Regions from separate parts of the Mus musculus genome. Here all the other regions are linked to region 6. Evidence: chromatin contacts called from public HiCAR-type, HiChIP or PLAC-seq and promoter capture Hi-C data. All regions are on one chromosome and are shown on one strand. The core of a region is the stretch at or near the end of the contact, and the rest is flanking DNA. Distances in the headings are between cores, read along the strand shown. Region 1 holds the start of Ppp4r3b (protein phosphatase 4 regulatory subunit 3B). Region 2 holds the start of Cfap36 (cilia and flagella associated protein 36). Region 3 holds the start of Ccdc88a (coiled coil domain containing 88A). Region 4 overlaps Ccdc88a (coiled coil domain containing 88A). Region 5 holds the start of Prorsd1 (prolyl-tRNA synthetase domain containing 1). Region 6 holds the start of Acyp2 (acylphosphatase 2, muscle type). Region 7 holds the start of Pnpt1 (polyribonucleotide nucleotidyltransferase 1).

What was found. Promoter capture Hi-C pulls out the DNA fragments that hold promoters and counts their contacts. HiCAR-type assays count read pairs that join an accessible place to other places. HiChIP or PLAC-seq counts read pairs in DNA pulled down with a chosen protein or histone mark. Capture Hi-C pulls out chosen DNA fragments and counts their contacts.
Region 1: an H3K4me3 HiChIP or PLAC-seq map of bone marrow-derived macrophages shows a contact between it and region 6, with 7 times the contacts expected there. The contact joins the promoter of Ppp4r3b here to the promoter of Acyp2 in region 6. A contact is called at or near these places in 3 of 39 promoter capture datasets (liver and pre-B cells), 4 of 115 datasets of contacts at active chromatin or transcription factors (astrocytes, bone marrow-derived macrophages, microglia and 1 more) and 1 of 9 other capture datasets (liver).
Region 2: a promoter capture Hi-C map of pre-B cells shows a contact between it and region 6, with 5 times the contacts expected there. The contact joins the promoter of Cfap36 here to the promoter of Acyp2 in region 6. A contact is called at or near these places in 9 of 39 promoter capture datasets (the 3T3-L1 cell line, the C10 cell line, the HPC-7 cell line and 5 more), 1 of 484 Hi-C or Micro-C datasets (rod photoreceptor) and 3 of 9 other capture datasets (adipose tissue, liver and macrophages).
Region 3: a HiCAR-type map of astrocytes shows a contact between it and region 6, with 4 times the contacts expected there. The contact joins the promoter of Ccdc88a here to the promoter of Acyp2 in region 6. A contact is called at or near these places in 4 of 39 promoter capture datasets (hippocampal neurons, liver and pre-B cells), 1 of 115 datasets of contacts at active chromatin or transcription factors (astrocytes) and 1 of 9 other capture datasets (liver).
Region 4: a contact with region 6 is called in an H3K27ac HiChIP or PLAC-seq map of microglia, with 6 times the contacts expected there. The contact joins the enhancer-like site here to the promoter of Acyp2 in region 6. A contact is called at or near these places in 5 of 39 promoter capture datasets (hippocampal neurons, liver, pre-B cells and 2 more) and 1 of 115 datasets of contacts at active chromatin or transcription factors (microglia).
Region 5: a promoter capture Hi-C map of adipose tissue shows a contact between it and region 6, with 3 times the contacts expected there. The contact joins the promoter of Prorsd1 here to the promoter of Acyp2 in region 6. A contact is called at or near these places in 3 of 39 promoter capture datasets (the 3T3-L1 cell line and liver), 1 of 115 datasets of contacts at active chromatin or transcription factors (astrocytes) and 2 of 9 other capture datasets (adipose tissue and embryonic stem cells).
Region 7: a promoter capture Hi-C map of pre-B cells shows a contact between it and region 6, with 4 times the contacts expected there. The contact joins the promoter of Pnpt1 here to the promoter of Acyp2 in region 6. A contact is called at or near these places in 3 of 39 promoter capture datasets (HPC-7-derived erythroid cells, liver and pre-B cells) and 1 of 9 other capture datasets (liver).

The regions. Positions count from the first base shown.
Region 1 is chr11:29,170,495-29,174,276 of GRCm38.p6, reverse strand. It overlaps Ppp4r3b (protein phosphatase 4 regulatory subunit 3B), which reads right to left and starts at 1,301. Exons shown (of 16, transcript NM_134034.3): 1 at 830-1,301. The coding sequence starts at 971.
Region 2 is chr11:29,245,491-29,248,885 of GRCm38.p6, reverse strand. Cfap36 (cilia and flagella associated protein 36) reads left to right here and starts at 1,614. Exons shown (of 10, transcript NM_025740.3): 1 at 1,614-1,871. The coding sequence starts at 1,757.
Region 3 is chr11:29,371,742-29,375,220 of GRCm38.p6, reverse strand. It overlaps Ccdc88a (coiled coil domain containing 88A), which reads right to left and starts at 1,563. Exons shown (of 31, transcript NM_001363368.1): 1 at 811-1,563; 2 at 614-714. The coding sequence starts at 873.
Region 4 is chr11:29,495,194-29,499,055 of GRCm38.p6, reverse strand. It overlaps Ccdc88a (coiled coil domain containing 88A), which reads right to left. Exons shown (of 31, transcript NM_001363368.1): 26 at 1,630-1,713; 27 at 444-647. Among named protein-coding and RNA genes, the nearest start is that of Prorsd1, 18 kb to the left of the region's middle. Within about 2 kb of position 1,900, at least 15 of the 459 cell types and tissues checked have an H3K27ac peak or open chromatin away from gene starts, as enhancers often do. A contact at or near this core is called in microglia, where this site is marked.
Region 5 is chr11:29,513,559-29,517,334 of GRCm38.p6, reverse strand. It overlaps Prorsd1 (prolyl-tRNA synthetase domain containing 1), which reads left to right and starts at 2,302. Exons shown (of 2, transcript NM_026465.3): 1 at 2,302-2,418; 2 at 3,659-3,776. The coding sequence starts at 2,335.
Region 6 is chr11:30,647,978-30,651,660 of GRCm38.p6, reverse strand. Acyp2 (acylphosphatase 2, muscle type) reads left to right here and starts at 2,265. Exons shown (of 4, transcript NM_029344.3): 1 at 2,265-2,360. The coding sequence starts at 2,282.
Region 7 is chr11:29,129,150-29,132,778 of GRCm38.p6, reverse strand. It overlaps Pnpt1 (polyribonucleotide nucleotidyltransferase 1), which reads right to left and starts at 2,035. Exons shown (of 28, transcript NM_027869.2): 1 at 1,861-2,035. The coding sequence starts at 2,021.

The DNA.
Region 1 (3,782 bases), core at 52-2,551, 1.5 Mb after region 6:
AAATGCCTCTTAACTCCTAATGAGGGACTCTGCACTAGTACAACATTTGCCCAAAATGATCTAAGATTGCTATTCTTTTATTTCTTGAATGCATTAGCTGTTCCAGTTGGGCAGCTCTTGAGTATATATAAGTAGTAGCTTTTTTATTATGGCTGTCAGTTTTTAATATTAAAATGGTTTCTATGAATTCTGCAATCAACAAATACAACTTCACAGTCCGCTTTAGTTTTCTAACTTGCCGAGATTGTGGAACCCACTTTTTCACTCCCTACAACGGCAGCCTTGGAGGGATCAATCAATAAATATGTACGTGCTTGTGTGTTTCGTGGCAACAGTCTGTAGTAACTCCAAGAGAAAGTCCGTTTTAGTTTTCCCCAGCACCTGGCGATTGGAACAACTGAAACTTGTTTTTAAGGCAGAGTTTCTCTAAACCTTTTATGCTACATAGGTACAACCGACAGGACTGTACCTAAAGCGGCTCGGGAGTCGGGGGTCATCTCATGGGCGATATTCCTACCTGGTCTTCTACTGACTTCCCACTCATACATTCTAAACCTCAACTACCGGGTTGGGATGGGGGGGTGGGGGGGGGGGGAGAAGGAGTCAAATCCTCAATAGGGATGGAGGCGGAGAACTGCGAGTTCACGTCTGACAGAGAGTAAATCCAGGCCCAGCAGTTTGTTTTTATCGTAAAGAAGGGCAGGCTCAAGACCAATGCGCTGTCCCTAGTGGTGCTAGTCAGAATACAGTACCGGAGCGCAGCGCTTAACCCTCAGGTTGTGCCGCAACCGATGCACTATCCCCTACCCCACCGTTCCAATACCCTTACCGTCGGACTCGGCACGAACCAGCAGCGACATCCCCTTGAGCTCCTCTACGTAAGTGGAGGAGACGTGCCCGGTGCCTCGGTCGTCCCATTGCCGGTCTTCGTTAAGGGTATAGACCTTCACTCGCCTCCGTGTATCCGACATGGTGGCTTCTGGCCCCACCGTTCCAGCCGCCACCTCCTCGCTCACCTCGCCGGTATCCCTCACTCTTGAGAGCCGGTAGTGGCGGCAGCGGCGGTGGTGGCAGCGACTCTGGAGAGGCCCGAGTTTACCATGGCTCTAAAGGTTTAGCCGCGAGAAGGGGTGACCAGAGCCACCGAGAGCCCTCCGCTCGTGGTCTCCGCTACCCCTCCCTTCACCGCGGCGCACAACCACTCTCCCTTCCTTTTGCGTCCCGGAGCTCGCTCGCTCTCCCGCTGCCGCCGCCCGCCGCGGTTACTACTACAGATCCGCCATCTTGTAACCCGACTCTCTGCCTTTCTCTTCCTCTTCCAGCAGGTTCGTACGGGCTGCCCTAGCAGGGGCTACGGCGGCCGACGAGCCCAACGCACAGTACCTTTACCTCCGAACACACTTCCGGAGAGTCAGACCTCGGCGATCTCGCGAGGAGTGCGCCGCCGAGGTGAGCCGGCCAAGGAGGGACTTCCTCCTCTTTCGGCCCCGCTTCCTGATTCGGGAATCTCAGTTGGGCGGGGAAGTCCCGCGAGCTTTTCTACCTGCGCCGGGAGGAAGCGTGTGTAGAAGGTTGCCTTGGCGATGGAGTTGCCGAGTTGTTCTTCGGGATTTGTAGGGCTGATGTTGGTCATGTGGCGGGTTGTCAACTCTGGACTTGCTCTCAGCAGAACAGAGCCAGGCTGAGAAGTCCGAATGCGTGCACAGGACTAGAGTGAAGCCAAGTGTAGGGACTCAGGCTGACAGCCCGAAAAGGACTGAGACGGGGTGAGGGTGTTCGAGTCATTCGTGAAGACGATGGGAGGTCGAGCCTTCACCCACTAAAATCCGTTATAGAATCTGCGAGGCTTCTGCCGGGAAGGTGTTCCATGGCCACGATGAGCAGTGGGCGATCTAATGTTCCACAAACGCGTTGACAGTTCCTATTTCCCGCCGAAGCGTTCTTCCGTTAGCCGGGTACCACGGACCATTAAAAGGTTCAGAGAGACCGGCGGCAGCGACGAGGCAAGCACAGGCGTACAGCCTCACAATCCTCGGGGAGCTCTCAGCTTCATGTGCCGCAAGAACGGTTTCCAGCGTGAAGTTAACGTCGCTCAGAGCGTGACGCTCGCCCGAAGGCATCCGCTCCCAGCGTAGTTCTGCCGCCTCTCCGTTCTCTTATATGGTCCCTCAACTCTTGGCTCTAACCTGAAAGGTGAACACGGGGCAGGTGCACATGTTGATCCCGCGGTGTATTTCGGGAGTTGTAGTCATCACCATGCTTGTCAAAGTGTGCTTATGATTTGACGAGGTTAGGCGGCAACTCATGTTTAAAAGGGTGTCTTATGTACATAGTCGCTTGATTGAAAAGGATTTCAAAATTTGAACTATCATTGCGATTCTTTAAATGTATGAGGGACCAAGAAAATTAGCCTGGTCTGCTGTCATTTGCCTGTAACGACTGCATATGGAAATTGCAGCCTATGGTATGTAACAGGATTCTGCCTATGATAAAAGGACGTGAATCACTATACATAAGTCCCTGATAATCTGTGACTGATATGGACAAAATGTACTTTGAACCAGGGAAAATATGACTTGTTTGGGGAAGGCCATAGAAAGCTTTCCAGAGTCAGTGTTTTAGCCCAATGTTAGAGGACACCCAAGGATTTGTCTAAGCATCCTTTTCATTGCCCACTCTAAAGGAGAAAAGAACGTTGGCAAGAGCACTGGATAGATCCTGGAAGCCCACTCAGCCTTTAGGACAGAAATTTCAGGTGCCCAGAGCATTCTCTGTAGAATGTTTTGGTCAGGGTCCATCCAGCTTATGCTGTAGTCTGGAAGCATCACTGTGCCATAGCCATACCTTCCCCCAGAGTCTTTTACAAGGAAACTACAACTCCAAAAGGTTGTAGCCCAAATGAGCCCCTGATGTCCTTGATCTTTACAAGTAATACCTTTATATGTGAAAAAATTAAAATGGCAAAGAACTTCTGCAATGCAAGGTAAGTCTCTTCAGCTCCCGCTTCCCGCTATTCTCCAGAAAACAGTGACTATATCACTCCCCACTAGATCCCCTCTCATTCTCACTGTGTGTGAGGTTAGACTGGGGGCAGTTCCTTGGTGTGTGTCCTATACATTTGTACATTTGATTTAATGCTGCTATCATCATCTAAAAATGTTAAGTAATTTTTGAACATTGTTTTCTTTCCACTAGGTTTTATGCTGTATTTTGTTTTAGAAATAGTTTAGCATGTGCAAATGTGTGTGTAAATATACTGTAGTTGTCTTTTGATGATTTAAATGACTGTTTCCAGGACTCAAATCCATCCCAATATCTGTATGATGAAGTCTTTCATATAAAATGGCATATGTTTTGCTTATAACCTATAAGGTCCTGCAGAATAATTTGTATCATTTTTGGATTATATTACTATAATACTTTATATAGTTATATTACAATACAAATGCCACACATTTTTAAAAAAGATTTTTATTGCGTGTGTTTTTGTATGTGTGTGGTTACCAGAAGGTTTTGGATGCTCTAGAACCAGAGTTATAGTTGTGAATAGCCAGATGGGTTCTCCACCAGAATTCTTTAACTGCTGAAACATCTCATCACTGCCATAGAAGCTTTTAAAAAATGAGATTTATTCATTTGGTGAAGGGAGGGGCTGTGCTACAACATAGTGTAGAAGTCAGTCCTAGAAGTCAAAGTCAGGTTGTCAGTCTTGGCGGCAAGCACATTAGAACCCTTTCTCCTACCTGACACAGGTATTTTTGCAGGAGGAAAAAAAATGCAGA
Region 2 (3,395 bases), core at 365-2,864, 1.4 Mb after region 6:
TTCCTGGATGTAGCTGGCTTTACCTGAGGCTCCATCTCTGTGGGGCTGTTTGTGTGTGTGTGTGTGTGTGTGTGTGTGTGTGTGTGTGTGTGGTGTGTGTGGTGTGTGTGTGTGTGTGTGTGGGGGGGGCTAGAGAGGAGGTGCTGCCACGGTGGACAGCTTCTGCAGTGGTGCTTCATGAAAGCTGTAGGCTGAGGCATGAAAAGTGTGGCCATTATGAACAGCTCCTGAGGGGCAGCTCCCGATGAGGTGAGAAAAGCAGTGTGCCACTGTGGACCACTCTTACGGCTCTTATGATGGCTGTAGGCTGAGATGTTGTGATACCGCCATTTTGGACAGCTCCTGAGGAGCCATAGGCTGGGCAGCAAGGAGGGGCCTGGAGCCCCTTTGATGACTTTTGTGGCTCAGCAGCTTTTGTGGTCCTCAGAGACTTCAATGATGAGACAGGTGACAAGACAAATCCCCACAGAAATGACCTTTTCGTCCATAAGGAAATTCTTGGACAGAAGACAAGATTAACTAGCTAACATACTAATTGCTGACTTGAGAGCTGGGTCCTCTATCAACAGCTTTAGTATATATTGAAATAGTTCTCAACCTGTGGGCCACGGATCAGAAATCCTGCACACCAGATTTACAACAGTTGTAAAGTTACAATATGGAGTAGCAATGCAATAATTCTATGGTTGGGTGTCACCACAATACGAGAAACTGTATTAAAAGGCTGCAGCATTAGGAAGGTTGAGAACCACTGAAACGTTGAGATCTTCAGGGTCCTCTGCCTCTAATACCCCTTTAGTTCCTCCTGAGCTTTCCATGAACATTTGCTGTATGTAGCTCCTGCCCTCAACCAGACCTGGTACTGTGCTGTCGGCCCAACACACAGTCACCTCTGGTTCTCACTGAGTCCTCCACTTCCACTTTCATGAAACTGAAGTTGTAGAGTCTGCTCCTCCAGCTCCTCACCACTCTCATTATATAGCCTTGGTGGGCCTGGGACTCTCAGGTCTGTCTGCCTGTGGCTATCAGGAGTATTGGGATTAAAGGTGTAGGCCACCACATCTAGTTATAAGATTCTTGGGAGTCCTCTGGCTCTTAAGTAGGAAGAGAGCAACCTTGATACTTTCTAAATACTGTCTATGAAAGCCTAATTAAATGGAGATTAACTGATTTTATACTTGTCCTAATTTTAGTTGTTGTTAACTAAGCTTAGACCCATCCTTAGACAGCAAGCAAACGGCTTGCAGAATCAATCAGTAAACCTCACAGAGCATATTTCTCTCAATTTTGTTTTCAAGGGCCAGGGGGTCTGAAGACCGCTAGGGATGAGGTGGGAGGAGGTCCTCAGGGAAGCCACGCCTTCAGCACGCCATTTTGAGACGGGCCGCGCGCACACGGGAGCGCGAACGCCGTCTCTAAGCGCAGTAGCCAATGCCCGCGCGTCTGCTCTCAGCCTAGCAACTACGGGCCAATGAGTGGAGGGCTATCGTTTGCCCCGTTCTCTTCTAGCCAATAGGAAACGTTCCTAATCCAGCCCCCCCCCTCCAGGAGCTCAGGACTCAGGCCTCACTTCCGGGCTGCTGCGTACGTTGTCATAGCGACCATTTTACGTTAACTGGTTTGTGGTGTCTAACCTGGGGGCCCGGCGATTGCGGGGACCTTGCTGCCCGCATTCTCCGTCGCTTCCTGCGGCCGAAAGGCCAGACAGGGCTGGGGGAATCCGGCCTAGGCGTCCGCGTCGCCGGGTGCGAGCGGGATGGCTGCGGAAGAAGAGGACGAAGTGGAATGGGTGGTGGAGAGCATCGCTGGGTTCCTGCGGGGCCCGGATTGGTCTATCCCCATCTTGGACTTTGTGGAGCAGAAATGCGAAGGTAAGAACCAGACTGTGAACAAGCCAAATATTACTGTCTCTGCCTGCCGGGCCTAGGACAGTTTTGTAGAAGGAATTACGTACATCCCTTCCCGAGTGGCTCGTTTGTTTGCAGACGTGAAATTGCTCACCAAGACTTTTCACCCACTCTGCCCGAGCGCCTGTCCTGAAGACATTAGACTTTAATCCCATGTTCGGCCTGTCACTTCACCCCGTATCTTTCTACCCCGCGCAAGTGGACTGTTTGGGTAACCAGCATCTTCCTCAGTTATTTGGGGAAAACGTCGTTTTTCTTCGAGTTCCTTCTGACCCCTGAGATGTCGCCCTGTGGACTCAGCCTATGAAATGACAAATTCACTCTGGCCATTTTATCTGCAAAGGGGGGCATTCGATTACTCCGGCAGGACCAAAGCAGGCGATGGGGAGGAAGAGCTTTCTAACAAACGAGATATACAAATGTGGCATTCTTTTGAAGGACCAGCATCAGTGCTTTCTGATCGGTTCATATCACGCTCATATCCGAGTTCATAAGACGAATTGGACTCTGTTCATAGAGAAGCAATCACAAACGATGTCCTATCCAACCTTTATCTTGGTTTTTTTTTTTTTTTTTTTTTTGCCTAGGCAATACTTGGAGGGTAGCAATATATATCGTCTGAACTTGTGTCTTAGGTTAGGGGGACAGACTTTTTGTAAAGATCGGTGCAATAGAGCTGGGGTGAGTGAATACTGACTCACAGCTGCAGAGAACACATTTCAGTGAAGGGAATCTTTTATACACTTTTCTAGGATGAGGTGGCCTGCTTGAAAAGTTAATGGGTTCCCAGGCATTTGAAGTATCTGCATACACTCGACAGTGACTGTACTGCAATGCAGCTTGTTTGAGATTCAGCTAACAGAGGGTTCTTATCCTGAATTGTCTTGCAAGACTTCTCTCAAACCCAAAATTCTATGAATCTAGTAAAGAAAGAATGTTGTTTGATCACTGAACCTTTTATTTTATTCTAACTGTTAAAGTTCAAACACGAGTTAAGTGTTTTGGTAGGCAGCTTTTATGAAGGATCAGAAAGCAAAGCAATTGACTTGTGTTCCTGTAGAATTTAGAGTGCTGTTAAAAGGTTGATGAATCATGGGGATAGCCTGGCCTCCTGCAAGAGGGATTATGTCTCCCACTGATTTTCATGTATTTTTGAGACTAAATCCTTAATAGAAATTGTGTGGGGTATGGTATGCCTTCTATCCATCCACAGGTGTCAAGAGTGGCTACATCTCGGTAGTAACAGCTGATTGTGCATTTTTACAGAGAAGCAAAGCTAGGGCTTACAAACACACCACAATGATGTAGTTTTAGAACTGAAAAGAATTAGTATTTGTATTGAATGCATGAGAAGTGTCACAGAGACCAAATGCAATGTAAAAAGAATTGAAGTCAGAACACTTGGAATAACTTTATACCTCACTGATGTGGGGCTGCCAATGTGCTGTTCTCTGCCTCAGAATGCTTAACGATTAGTTTGGACAGCTC
Region 3 (3,479 bases), core at 314-2,813, 1.3 Mb after region 6:
CCAGCTCTCAAGACTTCAGTTATTTATAAACCTCAAAATACCTTTAAACAATTCCTCAAATATTAAACAATTTAATAATTCATCAATAACACAATAAGCCATCTAATCAAACTTGGATATTTAAATTGTTTGCTACAAAGTCTTCCTGACCAATTGTAATGTTAACTGAATTTTTCACTTCTGAAACATATTAGTTCACCACTTTCCATTTTTGAACCACTTATTCTTATACTAAAAAGGTTAATAAATATCTTTCCACATATATAACTTCAGTTAAGTCTTTTCCCTGTGGTAGACAAGATTTCTCTATCTCCGTCATTTTACCAAATGACCAAAGATGACACAATGTAGTTTGAATTTCAGCAGTCAAGACAATAAATGACAAAACAGAATTGGCAAAGTCACGGATAAAGTTTACCAATTTTAACAGGTATAACTATTTGGTTGTGATAAATGGGGCAGGCACATAAGAATACCGCTCCTTCCAAGATCCAATTAAACTACCTGATTTTTTTTTTTCTGGCCAAAGAACCAAATTAAGTCGTGAAATCTAAGTTCAAAGTATGTAATGTTTCAAAGAATATAAGTTACCAAGAAAGAAGAAGACACTTACATTTGGAGCATGACCTGGTTCAAGAATACCCCATCCACTAAAGCCACATACTCATCCAGGTTAGTCCCATTTCCTGCAGCCAGAGGTCCAAACGTTTTAACCTAGAACAGAAGGATTATCACGACGTGAACGCCCACCTCCATCTCTGCAGCCACAAATAACACGGCCAAATATACCATAAAGGACATCTTCCTTACCCAAGTGACCAAGGGGCTGGTCATGAACTGCTCCAGAAGGGGAGTGAAGATTTCGTTCTCCATTTTACAGATTATATATTCAGGAGGGGGCGGGGGGAGGAAGTACCACAAATACGCCCAGGGAATTGGTCAGTAAATGTAGAAGACGGAATCAATGAAAGTTCATTCCGGCAGGAGAGGAAAATCCCATCGAAGAAGGGGAAGAGCTGTCCCTCCTTAGCCCCCCCGGGGAAACGAGCCCGAATCCCGCGCTGAGCCGCAGCCGATGCTGGCAGTCTGCACCCGGTGAGGAGGGGCAGAAAAAAGGCATCTGGAGGAGGAGGACGCGGAGAGCGGCCGGGGCACGAGACAAAAAGCCCGTCAAGGTTGCCCCGCTCCCGGGGGGAGCCGGCCAGCGCAGCGGCCGCCAAGAACTCAAGCCCAACGTGGGGGCCGAGGGGGCCGGGCTGGACCTGGGCGAGCGGTTCTGGGCGTTCCGGCCGCCAGTGGGCACGGGCGCCGAGAGCTGGGAGCGTCTGCCCGCAACCTCACAGCCTCAGGCGCGGCTCGCCCCTCTCCAGGCGCTCAGCATCCCTCCGCGGCCTCGCGCTCGCTTCAGCGCCCTGGCCTTGGCCGGGGTCCGGAGCACCGAGGCGTGTCCCTGACCGTCCGGCTGCAGGAGCCCCGCCAGCCTCCGTGTGCCTCAGCGACGCCCGGACGCTCCGCTGCCGCGCTCCAGCCTCCTCCGCCGCCCTCTGGAGGAGCTAGGGTAACGGCCTCGGAACCGCAGTGCCGCAGCACACCCGCCGCCGGCCTGGCGGGCGAGCGCGCCACTCCCTCCGCGCCAGTATCCTTCCGCCGACTCCCCGCCCTCCCGCGCCTCTACCTCTGGATTGTGGGAGAAGAAAACCGCTGCAAGAGCGCGCTCCCGCGTGAGCGCGCCCCCGGCCGGCCCGCCGCCGCCCAGATTCTGGCGGAGCGTGGACGCGCGGACGATGCAGCTGCGGCGGGGGCCCGCGTCGAGTCCGCGCCCCGGACGGATGCCAGGGTGTAGGGGGCGAGACTGAGGAACCGGGCAAGACTGAGGAACCGGGTCTGTCTGCTTGCTCGCTCATGTCTAATTATGGTTTCTTTCCTCCTGGAGCGCCTTCTTTCATGTGTGAAGGAAAAGGAACGAAACCCATCTTTTTTTTAAACACGAGGGGTGCAGACATCCTCTTTCGGACACTTTGATTTGCTCTGTTAAACATGCTTTCTCGCCCCCTAAAAGGCCTAGGAAAGCTGCAGCAAGAAGCAAAAGCACATCTTGGGGGGATGGAGGTTGTTTTTGTTTTCCCGTCTTTTCATATATATATGAAATATTTATAGATATAATATATATTTATATAATTTATATATTATATATATATGAAATATTTATAAGAGTCGAGAATAACCAAAGCTGCCTTTCAACATGGGATTTCCTGACTGGAGTTTCCATGATGCAGGCATTATTTTTTGACTTCTTGGTCACTGGGAAAAAAAATCCAAATTGAGAGCCACAAGAGAAAATATTTAGAAATCATCCAAGTTGTGTGACAAACATTTGTTAAAAATCATTTATCTTATGTACTAGAGGGCCCATCAAAATATGACAGTTCCACAGCAAATTAAATGTTATTCTTCCTCATACCCATAGCATGTCCAGGATAAGATGGAATAGAAAACATCTTTTTCCAAACACAATATGGTATTGTGATATTACAATGCATTTTATGTTTGCACAGTGCTTACAAGTACCTATCCTCTTTGACTACTCATATGTTTAATGATATCTATTTTTGTATGTTTTATTTTTCATTGATTGTATGAATTTTTGCCTTGGATGTATGTTTCTTCCCCACTTATGTGCCTGGTTCCTGTGGAGGTCAGAAGAGGGCACTAGGTTCCCTGGAACAGAGGTTAGAGGCAGCCATGAGCCACTGGATGCCAGGAATCAAACCCTGGTCCTCTGCACCAGCAACCAGAGCTCATAACCACTGAGTCATCTCTCCATCTCTCATAATTTAAGGTAACAGTAAACATGTTTTATCATATACTAAATTAAACACCACAATTTCTTCAGGATTTCTTTTGTTTGTTTGTTTGTCTGTTTGCTTGTTTTCAAGACAAGGTTTCTCTGTGTAGCTGTCCTGGAACTTACTTGTAGACCAGGCTGGCCTCGAACTCAGAAATCTGCCTGCCTCTTCCTCTGCCTTCCAAGTGCTGGGATTTAAGATGTGCACCACCACGCCCAGCAAAAGTTTGTTTGCGTCCAACGTGGGGCACGAACCTTCAGGATTTCTGATAGCAAGACTCACTAGCTGTGTGAACCTAGACACATTACTGAGCCCCTCTCTTCCCATGTAAAGCAAGAAAAAACAATAAAGACCCATGAGATGGCAGTTCATTGCAAATGATCTGCTACTGCAAGCAGTAGCATTGTGGTCATTATTCCCCGGAATTCTAATCTTTATAAACAACTTGGAACACTACAGCCTCTACTTGAGTTCAGTTGCAGGAGAAAAAAAAAATGCCTTGCTTCTGGAGTATCTGCAAACGAAAGGCCTTCTAAAATCATCATACTTCGGATTATACTGAATCCATGTAGTACAGAGCATAGCCTCGAATTTTCCTGGCCTATGCAGAAATCCTGAGTCATCCTGGTTATA
Region 4 (3,862 bases), core at 651-3,150, 1.2 Mb after region 6:
TTTGAGAAAGAAACATACCATTCCCTCCTCTTTTCCACTTTTTTTTTTTCCCCTGACACAGGGTTTCTCTGTGTGGCCTTGGCTGTCCTAGGATGTACTCGGTAGATCAGGCTGGCCTCAAGCTCACAAAGATCTGCCTGCCTCTGCCTCTTAAACACTGGGATTAAAGATGTACGCCACCACCACCTGGCCTCTATTCCACTCTTTATCTGATATTCTTCATTCCATTTAAGTTCATAAGTTGTTTATTACACAAGGAGGCCTAGAAAAGATTATGATTATTTACATAGTATCTTAAAACTTGACATTTTCCTAAACTGAAATTTATATCATGGCCTGATATTTCAGGTTGTGTGGGGGGAAAAAAAGTCACAAGGAAGTCAGATTAAAACTCCCATTGCCAATAGTTACACAGCACAGTGCAAACAGCAGACGGCCTATACCTTTATTATTAACCAACTGCTTGGATCGGAAGGCTGCAGAAGAGTTGACAGTTGAAAAGTTGATGGCTGTAGTAGAGAAGGCCATAGCTCCCAATTCTTTTCTCCTTTTACCCGTTGAAATATCATCAGGGACCTCCAAATTTTCAGTACTACCTGTCCACTGTCCTCCTGCTAGGACCATGGACTGCACCAGGTCATTCATGGCTGGGATGCAAATGAGAGCAAATGAATCAGCATGATTAATGGACTGGCTCTTATTTCTATTTTGTATTATAAATGATCTGGTTTTGTCTATGAATTAATGCAAATGGGCCCAAGACTGTAACTATAAAGCCATTTAAGTAATGACATGCATTCAGCTGAATGAAATGAGGCCAAAGGCTGATGGATTTTCAATACTCTTCCCACACCCACGCCCCAACTGCCTTTAAAAGACAGAAAGGAATTTTACTATGTACAATTGCCATGCTTTTGTGCTATGGTGTGAAATATCATTAGAAGCCTTCAAATGCAGCTTTGTGGTGACAAAAATGGAATGAAATAAGATGGAGAGCAATTTTACACAGTTTCATTACTGAAAACAAGAGAGTCCTTGGTCAGAGCAGGTTACTGAATAAAATCATCTTTAAAAAAAAGTAAATTTACCAATAAATAAAAACCTGAAAGAGATACTCAAAGTAACAATATATCATTACCCATATCACTTCAAAAGAGAAAGCCAAGATTATTTATTACATAAAGAATGACAAACATTTTCAAGGGTTATAGGCCACTTTATTATTTATTTATTTATTTATTCATTTATTTAATTAGGTTCATTAAGGAAATAAGTTCCTATTTCTAAAGGGTTTGTTATATTTTTCCTTAAGTAAACTTCTTTGGGGAGAAAATCTGTATGGCATATAAAATTAAGTTTGTTTGTTTCTTCCAGTTTTAAGAAAGCACTGGAAATTTACAAGTATATTGCATGAGTTACTAAACATATGCATATATATGTATGAGCAGTATACATATAATGCAAATTCAATGCCTTCTTTGAAAAAATATTCTTCCAGCTCCTCATATTAAAGGAAGACTGCACTTTGCAAAATAGGAAATTAGTACAGTCCACAGAAAGTTAGTGAGAAATTAGTGATGGAAGCCAGTGTAGTCATTGGAAAGAAGCTGAGCTGTCATAAAGTCTTACACATGGAACGACGGTAGCAGGCCTTCATTTTGTCTTTATCCTTCGGTCTGTTCCTCAAAAAGGGCAGTCTTTTCAGTGCAACCACTTTAATGTCAGAGCATGAGGAAAAACAGAAACAGGGAAATGAAAGAAAAAAGGGAGAAGAACAGATGGGAGTTAAATGTTGAAATTAAGGACAGGAATGAATGTTGGTCTCAGCTATGTATGCTACATTACGGCTAATACCCTCATGCTGCTGAAGGCAGTGAGACAGGAAGCATGCACCCTGGTACTGTAAATACTCGGAAAGCACTGAAGACAATGATGAGGAACATGTATTCTGAGAGCACTGGCTACGGTCAGTCCTATAAAAACAGGAACTGATTACAATTACTTAGGGAGAAACCAAATTCCCTAGTTAAATTGTAAAAGGAAACTTTTAAAATTAGGCTATGGGTGGTTTATACTATAAGAGATGAGTCCTACAAAGTTCACAGGCCATCCTTTTGTTTTGTTTTGTATTTAAACATTTTAAGTTAAAGGCTTTCTTTAAAAAAAAGGTTAGGTAAATCCATATCCCACTGGAAAATTTTAATAATATATATGTGTATATCTATATTTACATATAGGTAATATACCTATATCAACTAAAAATTATGGTGGTCAGATATTTAAAGCAAAATAAACTAAAAAAAAAACCCTTAAATTTTTTTGTTAGTCTCCTAATATTCAATAAAGGAAACACTGATTTAAACTAGAATCTAGTGCATTGTTTAGCAGCACTGTGGAAATACACATTCTTTCAACAAGTCTTCCTAAAGATTAAATAGCAGGTATATTAGGCTCATTTTCCAAAAAGTTGATTTAGAGGAGGAAAAAAGAATAGTTTGACATCAGCAATAAGTGTTAGCACTAAGTTCTGAGAAAGCTAACAAAAAAATGAACCCCAAAGAACGCAAAATGGAAGGGAAACATAATATTTAAAGATGTTTGGGGCCAGGAGAGATGGCTCAGCAGTTCTTAACACCGGCTGTTCTAGAGGACCCAAGTTTAATTCCAAGCACCCACATGGCAGCTCACAACTGTCTGTAGTTCTAGTTCCAGGGTGTCCAATGCCCTCTTCTGGCTTAGGAGGGCACCAAGCATGCATGTGATACTAGACATAAGGACAGGCAAAACATTTATGTACATAAAATAACATACTAATAAACAACAAATTTATAAGGGCACATATTTTGAAGGGCCCATAGGGTGGGTGGGTGGGTTTATGTAAACAAAAAAAAATGAAGCACTCCACAAATTTTTGTTTTGTGAATTAAAGGATTATTACTCAAGTACAGGAATCATTAGAACAAAAACTAAGCTATCTCTTACTGTGACTTAACATAAATCCATACATTTAGGCATGAAAACATACACAACCTTAACAACTCTTTCTCAGAAAACTGTCATCAGCGTGTAAATAATCAACGCTTTTGTTCCTGTTTTGATAAACTGGGAAGTATCCACTGAACGATGTGCAAGCTAAAATAGCTTTCCACTTTTTGACTTCTGTAAGGAAGAGTCATGACTCATTTAAGCTTTTTAATTTGACATATCTTTTCATGCTTGGTAAACACAGCTCTTCTCAATGACAAAACAGGAATGAATCAAAACAATGTAAAATGGACACTGAGCTAAAACAAAGCTGAGTGGTTGCAGCATGCACATGTCATATGTAGATGCGTTTCTTTTTTTTCCTTTTTCTGTTTTCAGCTGTTTTTCAAAGACTGCTTTACTGACATGACAGACAGACATTCTTCCAAAATGGGCAGAAAAAAAAGAATTTTAAAATTGCCAGGAATGTGATTCCTCTCACGGCAATTATGTTTGGAGACATATAATGTTCTTTTCCCGAAGGATACTTAGATCAAGGTAATATTAGTATTGTTGAGTTTTGTGTTTATTTAAAAACAAAATCTAAAGTTGAACAACTGTAGGAAAAGAGAATATTGTTTTCTTCTGATTTTTATCCCGAATGTTCCAGGATGGAGTAAGAAATAATGACTTACACTTTAGACAGACAGAATGACATAAAAAATAAGACTGTATATGTGTGTGTCTAAACTATATTCCTGTAAGTTAAAATAATTAAGGATACACTTTACATTTTCTTAATAGGATGACAGATTGTGTTTAAAGGTAGAAGATACAAATGACTTATTAGCCACCTGTAAAGGAAAACTTGATGATCTTTCCACATCAGTATTTATCA
Region 5 (3,776 bases), core at 1,053-3,552, 1.1 Mb after region 6:
GAACACGTTGACATTCAAAACAATGAAAAAATGAATGCAGAAATAGGGAGGGCTCCTGTGGTCACGATGGTGGCAGTGTTCAAGATGAGCTAGATACCAGTCTGTGGCCCACAAGACCATTCATTGCTGAAACAATAAAAAAGAATAGAAAGAAAATCACAGTGCTGATTCTAGACCACCAACCAGAGTACACATGGAGGGACCCATGGCTCCAGCTGCACATGTAGCAGAGGATGGCCTTGTTGGGCATCAATGGGAGAGGCCCTTGGTCCTGTGAAGGCTCGATGCCCTAGTATAGGGGAATGCCAGGGTGGGGAGGTGGGAGTGGGTGGGGCAACACCCTTATAGAAGCAGGGGGTGGGGGATAGGATAGGAGGTGGGTGGGGGAACCGGGAAAGGGGATAACATTTGAAATGTAAATAAAGAAAATATCCAAAAAAAAAAAAAAAAAGAGTTTAAAATAAAAGAGATTTTAAAGGGGCTGGAGAGATGGCTCTATGTTTAAGAGCACTGTTTGATCTTCCAGAGGACCTGGGTTTGCACCCATATGGTAGTAGTTCATGACCATATTTAATTCCAGTTCTAGGGGATCCTACCCTCTTTTGGTCTCCAAAGGTGGTACAAACACACACAGGCAAAAAGATTAAACAACAACAACAACAACAAAAAGGTTAAGGGGGCTGGAGAGATGGCTCAGTGGTTAAGAGCACTGGATTTTCTTCTAGAGGACCTGGGTTCAATTCCCAGCACCCACAGGGCAGTTCACAAGTGTCTGTAACTCCAGTTCCAGAGGATCTGGAACCCTTGCACAGACATGCAGGCAGAAAACCAATGCACATAAAAAAATGTTTGTTTGTTTTCGAGACAGGGTTTCTCTGTGTAGCTCTGGCTGTCCTGGAACTCACTTTGTAGACCAGGCTGGCCTTGAACTCAGAAATCCACCTGCCTCTGCCTCCCAAGTGCTGGGATTAAAGGCATACGCCACCACCGCCGGGCAATAAATCATTTTTAAAAAAAGGTTAAACTAAAAAGTTTTAAAATTTTGAAATCCTGAGTTCAGAGTGAAACTGTAAACACAACTCTGACTTACTCTTTTGTAGTTTCTTCCAATACTGAGTAAATCATAGGCTGGAACAAATCCCTGTTTTCCAGTCTGCCCTCCTTCTTCTACTGCACAGGCAGAGAAAGCTCCTGGCTAATGTGGTGTGTTTATGGTAACTCACCCAAGAGTGTCTGCTTAGGGGCTCAGTTTTTGACCATGTATGGACACTATCCCAGCTCCTAGCTAGCACGGCATCATTCCTTGCCAAAACTCTGTGAAACCCTCTTAAGACCAGATGAGTGACTTCACTGACTTCCACATGTGAGATTGATGAGCCCGCCCAAAAGCTGCCTCCTAGTAAACCTGCCTTTATCTACATGTAATATGTTCTAATCTGGCTCTATTTGTGTCACCGAGGGAGAGAAAAAGCATACCATCTGTGTCTTAAGAGGGGTTCTTTTTCAGATCTTCACTCCCAAATAAATACAATTAATTTATATTAAACATCTCTGAGTGTATCAGTGTTTCATGTTGCATGTGAGCCTTAATTTCAAAGTTTAAGTGAAATACTAATGTGGAATTTGAACCTTATTCAAAGTAAGTGGTCCCACCATGGTTGCAAATTCCAGGCCATAAGTATCATAACGACCACTGTAATTCGTCGCAGTACTGTTTTCTTCCTTTCTTTTCTTTTTTCTTTTTTTTCGAGACAGGGTTTCTCTGTATAGCCCTTGCTGTCCTGGAACTCACTCTGTAGACCAGGCTGGCCTCGAACTCAGAAATCCGCCTGCCTCTGCCTCCCAAGTGCTGGGTTAAAGGAGTGCGCCACCACACCCGCAGTACCGTTTTCTAATATCATAATATGCGGGAGTGATGGCTGGTCTTCCAGAGGACCGAGTTCGGTTCCTAGCACCTACATGACTCACCATCACTCCAGTTCTAGTAAATTGAACACCTTCTTTCAGCCTCCTCAGGCACTGCTCACACGTGGTGCACAACCATGCAAGCCGGTAACTAACGCCCATAACACATAAAATTTAAAAGAACGGAAAGACGGAAGTCACAAGCTACAGTTGTTGAGGCATGAAGCCACATTGCCGCGGCCGAGCAATGGAACCCGGAGCTTTCCGACCCCGGCACTGGAGGCTCAGGTGGTTGGGGGTGTGGCTAAGCGCTCTCGGCGGCCCAAAGATGGGTCAGGCCACAGAGCCATGCCAGGGCGGAGCAAGCAGCCATCACCACGCCCCCGAAGCCGTGGCACTTCCGGTAAGCCTGCCCACGTAGAGGGGAAAATGGCAGGCTCGGAGCTGCGGGCTGAGTTAGAACAGAGGCTCGGCGCCCTCGCCATTCGCACGGAGGTCGTGGAGCATCCCGAGGTGAGACTGCGGCCCCAGGAAGGCAGAGGGTCTTCGGGCGAGTGTTTATTGGGTCCAAGCAGAGGCTTATAAGTTTATTTAAAACTGCGGCAACCGTGAGGAAACTTGTCCTGGGATGACTGACGTGACTTAAAAGCCGGTTGGATAGCTGATACGTTATGTAGATAACTAAGGAACAAGGCACTACATAAGTGGCAACCCTATAGAATCGCCTAGGCTGTATCTGGTACCAAAGGCACAGCAGGCCATTGAGGTGGCTTGGTTTTTTACTTCTTTGGACAGTCGTTACCACTGCAGCACGGCAAGGATCATTTCCCAAATAATTACAAAAAGTATATAACCCCTGAGTCTGGAGAATTGTTTTCGCGGTTAAGAGCACGTACTTCTCTTGCAGATGACACGAATTTATTTCAGCACTCACACTGAGAGCTGTTTAAAACTACAGTTCCTCTTTTGGCCCGCTCCCGCTTGTGCCACAAACAAAAGTACGTACCTTAATTTTAACATGACCTACACTGGAGATGTACAATTTTTGTGGAAACTATTATGAGGGTTGGTAAGGCTTGCACGACACATTTTATGATAGAAAACACCTGTCTTAATATTTACTATTTCCCATTTTTACAAAGGTCACATTCTGTGTACATTCCCAGCCTCCAAATACTTTAAGGCCCTGGAGTACTGGTACTTGTAACATTAAAAAAATGTTCTTTATGTACTAACCTGGGGTCTTATGTTCTTCATCGATGCCCTTGTAGTGAATGTCTGGGACTCTGGAGATAAATATTAAGGACTGTCATCAAATTTTACGCCAAAGTTCAAAAGTTATAAGCGTCTCAGGCACCTGATGGCTTTGTTAGCCACTGGGATAGAAAACTGGCCCAACAAAAACTGAGGTCTTGAGGTCTGCAACTGTGATGATTAAGGCTCCCCCTGAACCCCAACCAGGATTTTGCTGCACTCTTGAATTCTTGATCTCGGCCTCAGCTCTAAGTACCAGTACTCCAGGTACCAGGCCTTTAAAGTATTTGGAGGCTGAGGTTTTTAGTTCAGAGATATTGTGCCTGCCTAGCAAGCATAGCACTCTGGGTCCTATCCTCAGCACCAAAAGGCCCAACCCCTATCAAAACATTTATAACGAATACCAGTTAAATTCAGAGCATCCACCATGAAAAATATGTACAACCGTGGATATGTATGTGTGCAATTTACAGTGTTTTTTCTTTTGCATATTTTGCAGGTGTTTACAATTGAAGAAATGATGCCTCATATTCAACATCTGAAAGGAGCACATAGTAAGAACTTATTTCTTAAAGACAAAAAGAAGAAAAACTATTGGTTAGTCACAGTTCTTCATG
Region 6 (3,683 bases), core at 1,016-3,515:
CTCTCTCTCTCTCTCTCTCTCTCTCTCTCTTTCTGTGTGTGTGTGTATGTGTGTGTGTTCCCAGATAGAAAGGGCACAAAGTATTTAATTAAGTGGTAGTAGATTCTTCAATATGCACAGATGCAAAGAAATATAAAAGTATTAAGGCCAACAAATAGAGAATTGCAAATTCTCAAATATAAAAGTATTTGAAGCTGGGCGTGGTGGCACACGCCTTTAATCCCAGCACTTGTGAGGCAGAGGCAGTCGAATTTCTGAGTTCAAGGCCAGCCTGATCTACAGAGTGAGTTCCAGGACAGCCAGGGCTACACAGAGAAACCCTGTCTTGAAAAAAACAAACAAACAAAAAAGTATTTGAAATTTAGAAGGCAGATTATTGAAAATTCTATCCTTATTATCTGAAGTGATGGGTTACTAGAAGACTTCAAATAGCTCACTAGGAAATACAGTTCTTCAGATATAGCCTGTTTTAACTGTCCCAGACAATTGAAATATCTCTGAATAATAATCAAGACCATGAAAACAAAACTGTATAACAACAGACAGAATGACTGTAAGTCTGTTTCCATTGGCATTAGATAAAATTGTTAAAAATTCTCATCTTACACAGCATCACATCTAGTTATAATAGAGATTGAGGTATTTCTTAGGATTTCTATTGCTGTGAAGAGATGTCATGACCATGGCAACTGTTATGGAAGCAAACATTTAATTGGTGCTAGTTTACAATTTCAGAGATTTAGTCCATTATCATGGCCAGAAGCATGGCAACACGCAGGCTCACATGGTGCCAGAGGAACTGAGAATTCTACATCTTTGTCTGAAGGTAACTAAGAGGTGACAGGATTCCATACTGGGCATAACTTGAGCATAGGAGACCTCAAAGCCCTGCCTCTACAGGGACACACTTTCTCCACTAAGGCCATATCTCCTCATAATGCCACTTCCCATGGGCCCAAGTATTCAAACACAGTCTGTATGGGCAACAAAGCTAGCCAAATCACCACAAGGCACCTTTCAGATTCATCAGCCTGAATGAAAAGATCAAGCCTAACTTTATCTCAGAATCACCACAGATTTGGCACCGTCAGAACATTTCAGAATTGATTCATTGTCTGTCTTAGTTAAGGTTTTTATTGCTGCCATGAAACACAATGACCAAAAAGCAGCTTGGGGGAGGAAAATGTTTATTTGGCTTATACCTCCACAGCACTGTACATATCAGGATAGGGACTCAAACAAGGCAGGAACCTAGAGATGATGTAGAGGCATGGGGGGTGGGGTGGGGGTGGGGACTGGTTACTGACTTGTTCCACATGGCTTACTCAGCCTGCTTTCTTATAGAACCCAGGATCCCTGGACTAGGGATGGCATCACCCACAACTGGCTGGGTTCCACTGCTCCCTCCCCCACCCCCCCATCAATCACTAATTAAGAAAATGCCTTATGGCTAGATCTTATGGAGGCATTTTCTCACTTGAGGTTCTCTCCTCTAAGATTACTCTAGCTTGTGCCAAGACTAGCCAGCACACTGACCAAATACCCTTTGTGCCACTAAGCTAAGCAGGTCCTTCATTTCAAATGTCCACCTCAGGATGTTGGAAATGGGGATATTGTTTCAAGGGCACACATTTTCTTCATATGAAGTGGAGATTATCATATATTTGCACAATGGTGAGTATAGTTAAGAATGATATATATTTAAAATCGTTGAAATCTTAAATGAAATCAGAGATGAAAGTTAATTAGCTTGAATTAATCTCCTTACAGTGTACCCATGGGTATACTATGTATTCTTTACAGTGTACCTATATAAAATCACCTAAAACTTAAAAATTCTTTGACATTTTATCCTTGCATATAATGAATTTTGGTAATTTTCCCCCTATTATCCTTCTCATCTCTACCCACTTAGACTTTACCCGCTCTGTCCTCTCAACAAGTCACCCTCTTATTTTCATCCTTATAGAAAAAACAAAACAAAACCTTTTTTGTGTCAAATAAACGTCGGTGGGTAGATATTAGTTGGTTTAATCCCCTCACATGCCCGACCTCCGTTTTCTTTAGAGAACCGGGTCCTGGGGAACGCAGAGAGGGAGCACCCTGCTAGGGAGCCCGAGCGCCGGGTGTCCCGTCGCCCTCACTGTGTACAACGGTCATCTGCCATCTTCTTACGCATGACCCAGCGCGCTCTTGTCTTGGCTTCTGGGCGTCGGTCCCAGAGCCCATAAGTCTTCCTCCCCTGGCGGCTGTCGCAGTCTCCGCGCCACATACCCAGCTAATGCTGCTCGGGAGAAGGCTGGCCGCCATGACCGAGCTGCTCAAGTCTGTGGACTACGAAGTGTTCGGGACAGTGCAAGGTACGGTCTGACCTGGGATGCCAAGACGAGGCCGTGGGAGGGAGAGGAGGAAGCTTATGCCATCCATTTTAGGGACGGTTCTTCTCACTGAGGCAGCGACTTCCGCTCAGCCATGACACAGCAGCCCGGGGCGGGGAGAACGGGCTAGCGCGGGGCGGAGGGAGGTCACCCTGGGTTCCCGAAGAGGACGCTGCAAGCCTATAGGATGGGGGTGGGGGACGCCTAAGTGCGGCAGAAAAGCAAGGGTACCTGAATGATACTGGGTGATTTACTTTGTCAGAGGTTGTAGCCCCTCTCCAGCTAGCAATTTTTCCTTCCTGGGTTTTGGAGATTGAACCTTATATATTTATGCACAGTCTTACATTTGCGTACTAGATTGCTGAAGTACACTCCCAGGCCATTTAAGTGAAGTTTTAAAATTTTTGTTTGATTATAAGCTTAAATAGATGCATAGAATATAATGTCTGACTTACTTTAAATCTTTATATTTGTAATTTAAAACGTTAAAACATTCTTTTAATTTTTTCTAACGCAACTTGACATAGTAGTGCATGTAGTCCTTATGCAGAAGAAGGTGGATATTTGAGTTCAAGACCAGGCTGGTCTATACACTTGAGAAAATTATCTAATGGCGTATAAATACTGTAACTATTTAATGTATATCATCCATTTAAAAGAAGAAAACTTTTTGAGACTGGAAATGTAGCTCAGTAGAGTGCTTGCTTAATAGTCACCAAGCCCTGGAATGGGTGCTCTGCTCTGTACCAGACCAAGGACGAGCTAGTCCTTATAAGCCTGTAATGCAGGTTCCGGTCTTCAACATAAAAATAATGCCTTTCTTTTTCTTTTTCTTTTTCTTTTTCTTTTTCTTTTTCTTTTTCTTTTTCTTTTTCTTTTTCTTTTTCTTTTTCTTTTTCTTTTTCTTTTTCTTTTTCTTTTTCTTTTTCTTTTTCCTTTTCCTTTTCCTTCTCCTTCTCCTTCTCTTTCTCTTTCTCTTTCTCTTTCTCTTTCTCTTTCTCTTTCTCTTTCTCTTTCTCTTTCTCTTTCTCTTTCTCTTTCTCTTTTCTCTTTCTCTTTCTCTTTCCCTTTCCCTTTTCCTTTTCCTCTTTCTCCTCCTCCTCCTCCTCCTCCTCCTCCTCCTCCTCCTCCTTCTCTTTCTTTTTCTTTTTCTCTTTATTTTTTCTCTTTTTTGGGGGGTGGGGCGGGGGCTTGAGACTCGGTTTCTCTGTATAGCCCTGGCTGTCCTGGAACTCACTTTGTAGACCAGGCTGGCCTCGATCTCAGAAATCCTCCTGCCTCTGTCTCCCAAGTGCTGGGATTAAA
Region 7 (3,629 bases), core at 786-3,285, 1.5 Mb after region 6:
GAATCGAGGGGAAAAAAAGAATGAAATGCTCCCAATTGTCAGAGAAAAAAAGAGTAAGTAGGAGTTGTGACCATCAAAAGCACAAGAGATTTAAGCGCAGCTTAAAGACAATGAGAACCAAGGCAAAAGATGCATCTGGAGAAGGAAGTATGGTAGGGAGAAAACGGAATTCCTAACTATTAACTCCCATCTTATGACTCAGCTCAGTCTCTTATCGTCCCTTGCTTTGTTGGCTGTATTAACCCAACACACAAACTGTTCTCTTCCCTATTAAAATAATTTTAAAATTTCTCTATTACTTTATGGAAAAAAATACAAACTTTTGAATATTGACTACAAAGACTTTCATGTTCTGATATATAACAGTGTTTTGTACGCTAAGTTAAAAATAATAAAGACTATCTTCTGATAAATAACATTTTGAATGCTTAAAAACTTAACAAAGATGTTGAGATGGTCACATACTTCATATAAAAATAAAAACTCAAAATAGACTCATATGTCCATCCATCTTGACCCAGTTCTGACCCTCAATCTTTAGCTGAGCTCTACCCTCTGGCTTGGCCCTATGGGCCTCCAGCTGCTCTCCAAATGGGACTACCAGCTGTAGTCTCTCAGTATGTGTCTTAGCTCTTTGCCTCTAGTCTAATAAGTCTTTCAAATCTTTGAACTATGCAGCATCTTTAATATGCACAGAAATATATAGAAATACACAAATATTATTAGTGTACAAAGTATAATGTGCAATCAGAGAGTTGGTATTAGTTAGCAATTGATGGTGGAATAAAAGCATGTTTGTCAACAACCAGATTATATCAAAGGAAATTTGAACGACCTGACAAATTGCGATATCAGAACTGAAACAGTATGTTATTCAATGAATTCTAATAATGCAGAAAGTCAGAAAGATTTTGGGGGGTAGGGAGTACATGTAATTTTGATTGTTCCAAGAAAGCTATTAAGTTTATGGTGTTTACATGTAATTTTGATTGTTCCAAGAAAGCTATTAAGTTTATGGTGTTTTGTTGTTGTTGTTTACTTTGTCTCATAACAATTTACTTTTCAATATTATATTGTATAAAATACCTCCAAATACATAGTGGACCCATAGCATAGCTAGCCTCTGGGGTTTGGAAGTAGGCATTTGGGAATAAATGGAAGAGTTCTGAAGTTTCTATATGCCAAACCATGTGAGTGAATGCCTACCTAAATACTCTATGAACATAAACAAGAAGATTGATAGAATGAACAAGCAGAACACAGTGATGGGAAGAGTAATCGGATGCCAAGGGAGGACACGGGGCAGCGGCCTGCCACAAAAAGTAGAGCTTTAGGGAAAAGCTTTAAAAAAACCTATTATTTAAAATATCCACATATACACCCCCGCCGTGTGTCTTGTTAACTGAGAAATTTGCCTTTTTGACCTTTTGTTGGATGGTAACTGTACTTTCACTACAGGTTTAACAGGACTATGTGCATCTTATAACTGGCATTCATCTCCGGCTCACACCGGCCATCAGTGGACCTGGGGCACGGAACGATAACGCATTACCTAGGGTTTCCTACTTCAGAGCTCGAGGTCTCGGAAAATAGAGAAAGGATGTCTGGGGCACAGGCAATAGGACTCAGGAAGTTCACCGCAGGGCTAGGAGGAAGATGAAGAGGCAAAAGGCAGCGGCCAGCTTGGGAAAGGGAGACAGACTTTAAATCCGGAAAAAGGAAATCTCGACCTTAGGTTTGGAGTAGAGAACTTAAGAGACTTAGGCTGCTTGATTCCTACCCTGGGGGGGATTTGACTTCTGGGGCTGAATGGACAAGACAGACGCCGCGTGAAAACCGCGAACTCACACCGTTTCTCACCTGTGTCCCAGGTCTACAGTCACCGCTCTGGATCCGGTGCTGCTCCACAACGCTCGCATCTGCAAATAGCTGAGTGCCCGATTCCGCCCGGGCCGGCCGAGGGGGCCGCAGCCCAGCGGTCGGAGGCACGGGCACAAGCAGCACAGCCTGCAGGCCGCCATGACACCCAGAGCGTGGAAGGCCTGGGCAGCGCCTCATTGGCCAGCACTCCTGTGGGCGGAGTCGGACGCAGTTTCGTTTCCGTGGAGCCTGCAAACTGCCGGGAAAGCAATCCTTGCAGGCTTTCTGTAATTGCCAGAGTCAAACCACCAGAATGCGTTTCTTTCAGTCAGCTTTTATTCCCCCACCCTTATCGGTGAAAAATAAGTACTACCTTAAAAAAAATGTATAGATTTAAAGAAAGCCCTTTAATACTTCCCGCGCCGTGTGTGTGTGTGTGTGTGTGTGTGTGTGTGTGTGTGTGTGTGCGCGCGCGCGCTAGTGTTATCACGGTTTGAAAGAAAGTCTTAGAACAATGTGTTTAATAAATGTAACAGTAAATAAATACTGAACAACTCACGATTATTTGGTTCTTACCTAAAGATCTAGGTTTGTGTCTATGGAAGGCCACCTGTAATTCCAACGTTCAGAGGCTGAGAATGAATCCATGAATCATCCTGGCTTGTTAGACTTGCCTGAGGGCTCCAGGTTCAGCAAGGGACCCTACCTCAAAAAATAAGTAGAGCGCTATCAAGCAAGACACCGTACTTTAACCTCTGGCTTCCACACATTCTTAACGTACACACACACACACACACACACACACACATATATATATATATATATATATATATACACACACGCGCACGCGCACACAGGCACACACGCCCAGTCACCTGCACACACTGGTGTATCCACACACATGCAAACTCGCACACACTTAGACACAAACATAACAAAGCAAAGCAAAACAAAACAAAACAAAAAACAAGAAAAAACTTTTTTTTTTGAGAACCCCTTGAATAATTTACCATTCATTCAGTTGTAAGTTTTGGAGAGGTATATTAAAATGGGAAGGAGTCTATGTTTCCTAATGTCACTCTAAAATAATTAGAATAGTAGTAATTTTGAGTCATAAATCAAAAGGAAATAAAAGCATTGATGTTATTCGACGCGTTCTCACGACCGGCCAGGAAGAACACCACAGACCAGAATCTTCTGCGGCAAAGCTTTATTCTTACATCTTCAGGAAAAGAGAGCAAGAAGCAAGAGAGAGAGAAAACGAAAACCCCGTCCCTCTTAAGGAGCATTCTCCTTCGCCTCGGACGTGTCACTCCTTGATTGGCTGCAGCCCATCGGCCGAGTTGACGTCACGGGGAAGGCAGAGCACAAGTAGTCATAAGATACCCTTGGCACATGCGCAGATTATTTGTTTACCACTTAGAACACAGGATGTCAGCGCCATCTTGTAACGGCGAATGTGGGGGCGGCTCCCAACATCTCCCCCTTTTTCTTTTAATAAGAGCAAATAGGCCACCCATATTAATGAGAGTGGAGATAGAGGTCAAATCCCCAGTGTGTAGGTAAAGGAGCCATGTACAGGATTAGCTCTTAGGCTTACAGGCTTTTACCCAGAGCAACCCTGACCTGCTCCCGTGTCGTTTTGCCTGGGGGAAGGGAACTAGGACACTGAACCTTCATGAAAGATGACATGTCTCCCTAGAATAGGCTCATATATGCCGCAGAGCCTTTCCATTGCAGTGCTTAGCCTTGCAACTCTCTCGGGCTGC